3 separate regions of the Oryctolagus cuniculus genome follow, and regions 1 and 3 are each linked to region 2. Evidence: chromatin contacts called from public Hi-C and Micro-C data. All regions are on one chromosome and are shown on one strand. Each heading gives the region's core, a stretch centred on a gene start, on an enhancer-like site or on the middle of the called end of the contact. The rest is flanking DNA. Distances are from core to core; before and after follow the strand shown. Region 1 has its middle 44 kb from the start of TMX1. Region 2 holds the start of FRMD6 (FERM domain containing 6). Region 3 has its middle 89 kb from the start of TMX1.

The links. Hi-C and Micro-C count contacts between places; a contact is called where the count stands out from the background.
Region 1: a Micro-C map of ear pinna shows a contact between it and region 2, with 6 times the contacts expected there. The contact joins the enhancer-like site here to the promoter of FRMD6 in region 2. A contact is called at or near these places in 4 of 6 Hi-C or Micro-C datasets (ear pinna, embryonic fibroblasts, psoas muscle and 1 more).
Region 3: a Hi-C map of psoas muscle shows a contact between it and region 2, with 1.9 times the contacts expected there. The contact joins the enhancer-like site here to the promoter of FRMD6 in region 2.

Annotation. Positions count from the first base shown.
Region 1 is chr12:24,956,112-24,958,811 of mOryCun1.1, reverse strand. No RefSeq gene overlaps it. Among named protein-coding and RNA genes, the nearest start is that of TMX1, 44 kb to the left of the region's middle. Within about 2 kb of position 1,436, at least 3 of the 8 cell types and tissues checked have an H3K27ac peak or open chromatin away from gene starts, as enhancers often do. A contact at or near this core is called in ear pinna, where this site is marked.
Region 2 is chr12:24,599,449-24,602,148 of mOryCun1.1, reverse strand. FRMD6 (FERM domain containing 6) reads left to right here and starts at 1,266. Exons shown (of 14, transcript XM_051822842.2): 1 at 1,266-1,412.
Region 3 is chr12:24,911,073-24,913,772 of mOryCun1.1, reverse strand. No RefSeq gene overlaps it. Among named protein-coding and RNA genes, the nearest start is that of TMX1, 89 kb to the left of the region's middle. Within about 2 kb of position 1,367, at least 4 of the 8 cell types and tissues checked have an H3K27ac peak or open chromatin away from gene starts, as enhancers often do.

The DNA.
Region 1 (2,700 bases), core at 187-2,686, 360 kb before region 2:
ACCTTCTGGCTCTGTATTTATAAGACGCTGATACCCAAGTAGAAGCCGCAGCTATGAAACATCGCTGCTTCCATCCAAATGTTCTCAGAGTCCGTTCTGTTGTACAGTCCTGAGGCTGGAAGGAAGCTTTCGACAATGAGTCCCCGCACTGCCTCGGAACCGCCTGTGGAACCGGTGGGGCATGGCCTCGGGGGCCCCAGCTTCCGCAGGCTTTGTTGTCTGTGGCTCCTGGCTGTGTTCCCATAACCCAACTGCTGGATCTGTGGAGATGAATTATAATATTGTGATCACTGCCAGAGCAGATTCATTGGAATTATGAGGCAATTTAACGTTCCTGTGCACCTACATCATTGTTACTTGGCAACAACACTATTCTCTTTTTAAAATTCAGGAAACCTGAAACAAAAGTCTAGACACTGGTGTTCTGGAATGACTTCACCCTGATGTGAGGAGGAACACCATCCTAAAAACACCCTCCCGTTCCCAGAATAAACATCAGTCGCTTGGAACAATAGGCTGATGTGGGCCAGTGCAGTCTCTTGCTTTTCCCCATTGTATAAGAGAAGCCGTAAGTGCCCAATGTCTGGCTTTGCTTACAAAGCACCTCTTGGGATTCTAATTCCAGAGTGTGTGGACGGTGTCTGTGGAGTTTTAATGTTTTGCCTTTATTTTGTTTCTGTATTTAAATAATGACATCTTGTAGTGGTAAAGAAAGATACAGTGATTTTTTTTTTCCTTTTACAGGTTGCTATTCAGGACATCAACCTCTAGAGGGAGCAAGAGGGTTATAACTGGGAGTAATCGTAATTCCTGCAAAAGCCCTCAAATCATCTCTCCTTTTCCTCTCCAGGCCAATGGGAAATTTGTTTCAGCAGGTGGGGCTATTTCCTTGAAAATATTCTTGGAAATGGTGTTAGCCCCATCCATTAAGGGAGAGAGGTTTATGAGTTCTTTTCTCCTTACTCCTACTCCACAACAAAATGTTAGGGTGCATAACCAAAAACTAAAGTGTAGGTCATTTTTCATCATTAGAGGGCCTGCTCTCCAGGTGGGCTGAACAACTGGCGCATTGCAGTGTCCTTTGTTGATGGCAGAGTCAAAGCTTTGAGAGAAGGCTTTGTCTCTCGCTGGTCTCCTGCTTTGCTGGGAGTCTTCTCATCATGACTGGTCCCACATAAGTACTTACAACATTCCTTGGACTCAAAGCCTGTGCAGTAATGATAACCTCATTCCAACATGCGCATTTTTCTCTCTCCTCTGTGGCGGTTGCTCAATTCAATACAAGCTTGTGGTGCCTGAGTTTGGATCTTGAAAGTTGTGCTAGAGCCTGCCTGGAGATAGTGTTGGGGTTATTCCTCCTTTGCCTTCTGGGGGTAGACCCTCAGACAGGTTCAAGCCTGGTGCCCTCTGTGGATGGACTTTGGGTACCACCTGTGTGGTGACTGCTGTTTTTAGGCTGCATCTCTGACCTCTCTTTGGAGTGCCTAGTTAATGTTGCCACATGAGTGTCCGACTGGCATTTCAAATGTCCAAGTTCAACCCAGAATTCCCCTCTCACCTACCCCCCCCACACACACACACACACTGCCCCTACAATCCATTTCTTCTCCAGGATTCTCCATTCTAGTGAAAAGGACTACTGTCTGCTTCCCGCCACTGAACCCATCAGGCAATTCTATTAGTTTTTCCTCCAGAACGTGTGTCTCCTGAACTTGCTTGGGTGTCTTTTTCACTCTTACTCTCTGTCCACTTCCATCAGCTAGCAAGCTGTGGTTGTCTCTCACCCAGCGGGGGAAATGATGGCCATGGTCTGGAAAGATCTGTGCTTTGCCTTTTTTCCACCGAGTGTATCTGCCTCCGAGAGAGGATAAAAGAATGCAGACTGGAAGAAAGAGTTGAGATTTGGCTTCTGATATTCAAAAATGGGATTTGCAAAAAGAGTGGCTTTGAAAGCTAGGGTTTTTAGAAAGAGAAAGAGTTTTATGAATGTTTTTAGTTCCCACTTACTTAGGCTGGGCACATAGAATATAAATCTCTCCCATAACAGGTAGGGTGTTTATTGTGTTGCTCTTAATGCCCTGTGATAAGGCTGGAGGTGAGCACATGAGGGCCGTGATAATGAAGGTTGCCTTCCAGCTTGGCTAGGATTTTTGGAGAAGAGAGCCAGGCAGGAGGGAGATGGTCAGTTAGGTATTCTGAGCTTCCTCTGGCTGCAGCCTACTGAGAGGAAAGTCTGTGGAACACCAGGAGGAAGACAGAGGGCCAAAGGGCTCCTTGCTGGCTCCCATTTGGGACACGGGGAAGCAGTCAGCTGGAAGCTCCCTAAAGGACCTTCTTGGCCAATCTGGATGGTGACCCCCGAAACAGATTCTGAGCTGTGCGCAGAGTGGCGGGCCTTTCTCTGTTCTCCTGAGGCATGACTTCAGAGTTGGGAACCAGCAGAGCTGACGTGGCATGGCGTGGCGTGGCGTGTCTGTTGAGATAGGAGACACAGAGGCACTCAAATGGAGCACGGCCAAGTGGTTACACGGCTGGGGCCTCTGCCATTGCGTCTAATGACAAGGGTGTCAAGGGACATTCCCTGGGGCTCGGAGGACCCAGAGGAGCCCGCATGGTTTGGAGGCGCTAGCACAGCGGTCCTCATTGTTCCTGGAATAAGCCACGTCTTCCTGGTCTCAAGCCTCCGCGCTTGCGTAGACC
Region 2 (2,700 bases), core at 17-2,516:
ATCCTTGTGAACTGCCTGCCTCTGAAGGAATCACCCATGGTGAAGACAGAAGATGAGTTCCTAACCCTGGGTTCTGAGGTACAGCGCCTGAACGAGGCAATCATTCCAAGCGAGCTTCAGCTGTAATGAATACAAACTCTGTTTCTTTGGCATGCAAACAAGGCATCATTTCAACCAGTGACAGCCAGCTTCACGTTTTACGCTTGGATCAAAGGAGCAGGGCAATTTTAAAGTTGGCTTCTGTTAGCATAGGTCGGGTTAGGGATCCTGCGCTTTCTCAGGCCCTCGTCCGTCTCAGCCAGCTGGCAGAGCAGGACAGTCGTACAGCTCGGCCCTTTAGTAAACGGCCCAGCAGGGGCGTCTCTGTTACCTCCGGCAAGGCCAGGGGTCACTGGGTCAGAAAAGTCAACGGAAGCCCTAGGAGGGCCCCGGCCCGGGAGCTGGAGCTCCGCGAGCCGCGGGCCTGGGGTCTGGGCCGGGGCGGCGTCTCTCCCCCACGCGTGCAGCCCGCAGCAGCAGGTGCAGGCGGGCGGGCTGAACCCACAGGTGTCTCAGTGTTATCACAGCATCCTCCCGCCGGCCCCACCCACCGGGAGGGGGCTTAAGTATCTCCGACAGCCCGTGTCTCCCCGACGGGCTGGCGAGGCGGCGTTAGCCGGGGAGGCTCGGCTTCCTCGGCGGCGCCCCTCCAGCCAGACCCGCGACGCGCGGCGTCCCCGGGGCTGGGAGGGCAGGAGGACGCGAGGGGAGAGAGGAGTCACGAAACCTCTTCCGCCTCCTCACAGAGAGGCCTCCCCTCAGTTCCACGGCATTAGTCAAACGAAGCCCAAGCCAAACAGCCGCCCCCGGCCGTCGCGACCGGCCAGCTTAAGGAGCGTCCCAGAGGAGCAGAGGCCCCGCGAGGGATACACCATTCGGCCAGAAGGCGGGGGGAGGGGAGGCAACAGTGTCCCCTGGCGCCCAGGCTCTGTCGCACGGGGCAAGGCCGCCACTTGCAGAGCCACACCGCGGGTCCACGTGACGCTCGTCTCGTGGCCCAGGACCCCGGAATCGGGGCTTCCTCCGCTCGCTCCCGCCGCGGACGTTCCGCATCGCCCCCCGCAGTACGCTTGGTAGGATCCGGGGCGGGGCGGGGTGGGGTGGGCCGGCGCTCCACGTGCGACCGCGCGATCCGCGCCGGGTTCCTGCGGCTCCGCAGCCTCTGCCGCCACCTCGGGGCGGAAAGGGGCGGGGCCTCAGGGGCGGGCCGGGGGTGGAGCCTCGGGGGCGTGGCGGAGGCGTGGGCGGGGGGCGGGGCGCTCCTGTGGCTGCTCTGGCCCGGGCTCTGAGAGGAGCTGGGTAGGTTCGGCGCCGGCAGGAAGACGCTGGGGCTGACGAGAGTCCGACGCCCGGTGCTCGGGACTTTCTCCGAGGTACGAGCGCCTGGGGCCTTCCTGGACTCCCCCACACCCAGCCCGGCCGTGACGCCCGGGCCGCCCGCTGTGCCCCCTGTCGGCCCGGGGCGGCGGCGGCGCCGGGACGGGGTTCGGCGGGGTTTCGGAAGTCGGGAGTCCCGGCGCGGCAGAGCCCGGTCTCCGCGTCTTTCTTCGCCTTCCTGCTGCGCTGGGCGTCGGGCAGCGGGCGGGCGGGCGGGCGGGTCGCCTCTCCGCGAGTCGGAGCTCGCCCACGCTGAGGCGGGAGGACGGGGCCCCGGGGCAGCCGGGCCGCGGGGGAGGCGCGGAGCTGCGGGGCCGCCTGGGCGGCGAGGGCGGGGGGCCGGGCCGGGCCGAGGGCTGCGCTCCCGGGCCCCCGGATTTCAGCGCTCCTGGCGCCGTCCGTCTCGCTCGCCGGCTGGGACCCGAGCCCCGCGTTGTTGGCGGGGCTGTGCCGGGCCGCCTGTTGTGCGCGCGCGGAGGCCGGGCAGCCTGGGCTGCGGGGAGCGACCCGGACCCGCGCGCAGCCTCTGCCCCTCGGCCCCTGGAAGTGTCCGGCCGCGAGGGCTGGAGGCTGAGCTGGGACACGGGTCGGGGGCACGGCCTGCTGACTTGAGGTTCCTGGGGTGGTGGTGGGGGGAGCTGCGGCGCGCAGGCCGGACCCCGGGCTGAAGAGACCTCCATCCAGCCTGTGCTCCGGGCGCTGTCAGCAAGGACAGCTAGGGCCCCCCCTGTGGGCATCGCGAGGCTTAAAACCCCCGCCTCGAGCCCCGGGACGGCAAAGCCTTACTGGTGAGGCTGTTTTCTTAGGGCTTGGATGGGTGGAAAGCTGTCAAAACAGGCATATTGAAAAGTTGCAATGCTAGCCGGCACATTTTTCGGACCATGCAGTTGTGTAAGCACTGTCCAAAAAATGCTGGCTCGTGTACCCCCTTCCACCCTTGCCGGGCTTTCTTTGTTGTTTTCTTCTCTCGTTCTCGTGTGTGTGTGTGTGTGTGTGTGTGTGTGTGTAGCAAGTGTCTGTTTTGCTGCGTTTCCCTCGGGAGCTGTGCACTGCCCGCAGCGGGGAAGGAAAACTTGAGGCGGCGTTCTCGGGTTGCTTTTGACTTTAAACCTGCCTTCCCCTGCCTTTCTGAACGTGGAGAGAGAAGCTGTCTCTTGCTGGGTTTCCCACGTTATGTTTCCTTCCCCTTCTTCTCTGGGACCCGGGCGATGTTTGTTGCTGCTTTTGTAAGCATCTATTTCAATTTAGGTTTTGCACGAAATACTCCCTGTAGCCACAGGGTGT
Region 3 (2,700 bases), core at 118-2,617, 310 kb before region 2:
CCTATATCGTTTTTAAAAGTATATTTTGGGGCTGGTGCTGTGGTGTAGCAGGTAAAACCACTGCCTGCAGTGCTGGCATCTCATATGGGTGTGAGTTTAAGTCCCGGCTGCACCATTTCCAATCCAACTCTCTGCTGTGGCCTGGGAAAGCAGTAGAAGATGGCCCAAGTCCTTGGCCCCCTATACCTATGTGGGAGACCCGGAAGAAGCTCCTGGCTCCTGGCTTTGGATCGGCGCAGCTCCTGCCATTGCGACCATGTGGGGAGTGAACCAGCAGATGGAAGACCTCTCTCTCTCTACCTCTCTTTCTCTCTCTGTAAGTCTTTCAAATAAATAAATAAATGTTTTTTAAAAAGTATATTTTAGGGTTGACGTTTGGCACTGCAATTAAGTGCCACTTGGACATCCACATCCCATGTCAGAGAGCCTGGTTTGAGTCCTGGCTTCTCTACTTCCCACCCTGTTTCCAGTGACTATGCACCTTTGGACACAGCATATGATGGCTCAAGTGCTTGGTTCCCTGCCACTCTCACAGGAGACGGGGCAGAGTTCAGGGTGCCTGGCTTCTGCTAGCCTGGCTCTGGCTATTATAGGTGTCTGGGGGAGTGAATCAGCAGGTGGAAGGTCTGTGTTTTTCTGACTCTCTGCCTTTCAAATAAAATGAAATGAATAGAAATCTTAATTAGTATTAAATAAATATTCCCTTTGTTGGGCTCAGCCGTTTAGGAAACCTCCAGGGATTGTGTGTAGAATCTTGCTACTCCGAAGCTACAGGAGGGTCTCTCATGGCCCGTGTTTCAATGTTCCTTGAAGCTTTTGTTTTCTGTTCCTTCCGGTGCTTGCCCGTCACTCCTGGAACCTGGGCGTCGTGGTCGTGCGGTCTTGGCTCGGGACGCGCAGCAGATAAGACGGCCACTTCCAGAGAGCAGCCACCCTCGCCTTGGCCGTGGCTGAGACTTTTCCCTGGTGAGCTGAGTGCGCCTCTGTGGCTGCCGTTGGCTGGTTCTCCGCCGTGGGCACTGCCGCTAGCCCTGCTGCGGCTTGGCCCTTCTTGCTGCCAACCGTGTTTGCGTCTGCTCTCTCGCTCCCTGAGACGTGTTGGCTGGCTTGGTGCTTGCCCAAGGTGCAGTGGGCTCTCTGGGCCTCCATTCCTTCTAGAAGGGAGCAGAACTTCATCGCTGAGTCATCACTAGTGTGGCAGAGGAAGTCGGAGCAGCTCTTAACCTTGTCCTGTTCCTCTGTGGCTCCCCCTATGCCTCCCAGAACTCTGAGAAGAAGTCTTCAGGGAGGAGGCTCATGGGAAAAGTTGATGTATAGGGGCTAAGAAGTCAGGGTGGGCCCTGCTCGCTTCCACTCTGATCTTGCTGCCCCCCCACCAGCAGGGAGGGGGTCCGTTCACTGCGCGGTGTTATTGAGACTCGCTTCGTGTCCTCACAGCGGGATCAGTGCAGGACGTGCGATGATAGGATCGCATTAGTGCTCAAACAGCCTGCGTCTGCGACGGGCCTCCTCAGAAAGCTGGGTAAGGGGGAACGGATGTAGAAAGAAAAGCCAGGCAGCGAGAGGCGGAGGGGAGAACGGCGGGGAAAGCCCAGCAGAGGGGCAGTCCAGCCTCGGTGACATCCCAGCTCTGTGCGCCTCCTGGCTCGGCCCCGGGTTTTCCATCCCTGCTGTTGTTTCCAAGTCATAAGTCAGCAGGCAGATTGGAAGGGCCTGATGACTGTGCTGCGCTGTGAGCCAAAGGGCGAGCCTCTGGCTGCAGGAGGCCTTGTGGGCGCTGGGCAGCGGGACGTGAGCTGTGCAGCAGGGAGGGACAGTGGGCAGGGTGGCCACTACCTGCAGAGTTCAGCTTTCTCTCCCTCTCTCTCTGATTTTTAATAAGAACCTGGGGTTTTGGCCTGTAGAGGGATAGCCCAATGACTCACTCCCGCTTGGCTGGGATGGGAAATTGCTAAGGTTTTGTTCTCTTATGATTCCAAGTATATAGATTGCAGTAATAATAGATCTTTTTTATTCCCTTTTTAATTTGCTTAAAAAAATAAAAACTTCACAGTCAACAAAACCTTCCCTGTTCTGCCCCAGGTGGGTCAAGTCCTTTTTTTCTTATTTGACCCCACAGTACCCCTCGGACCCATCTAGGCACTTCTCAGATGGGAAAGCTGTGTCTTGCCCCAGATCCTCTTCTCACAACAGGTTGTCCCCAAATTCAGGACCAGTCCCCACTCACTGCTTTCTGTTTTGAGCTTGGTCGTGGCTTCTCTTTTGGGCATGTTCTATCTCTTGCTGTGAGCATTTTTGATTGCTCCAGGTCCTAGCTTGTGGCCTTCCATGGTTTTATTTAAGTTTTACAACAGTGTGAAGCAGGTACGGTCACTTTCTAGAGGAATCCAAGGAGGTTCCAAAGAGTTAAATAAGTTAACCCAAAATCATGCTGTTGGCCAAGGTAGGGTTTGAACCCAGGACCGTCCTACCCCAATGCCTGGCCAGTCTGGAGTCCATGGCCCTGTCACCCCTAAGTTTTCTGGGAATTTTGGTGTCTGTGTACTTTTTTGAGGATAGGGGTCATGGCCGATGTCAGCTTGTCAAAGGGCTGTAGCCCCACAAACCTAAGAACACTGTACTCAACCTAATCAGAGTTGGTAGATCAGTTTGGTTGCAAATGAAGCCCAGCTCAAACTGACCGTTTGTCCGGGTCCACAT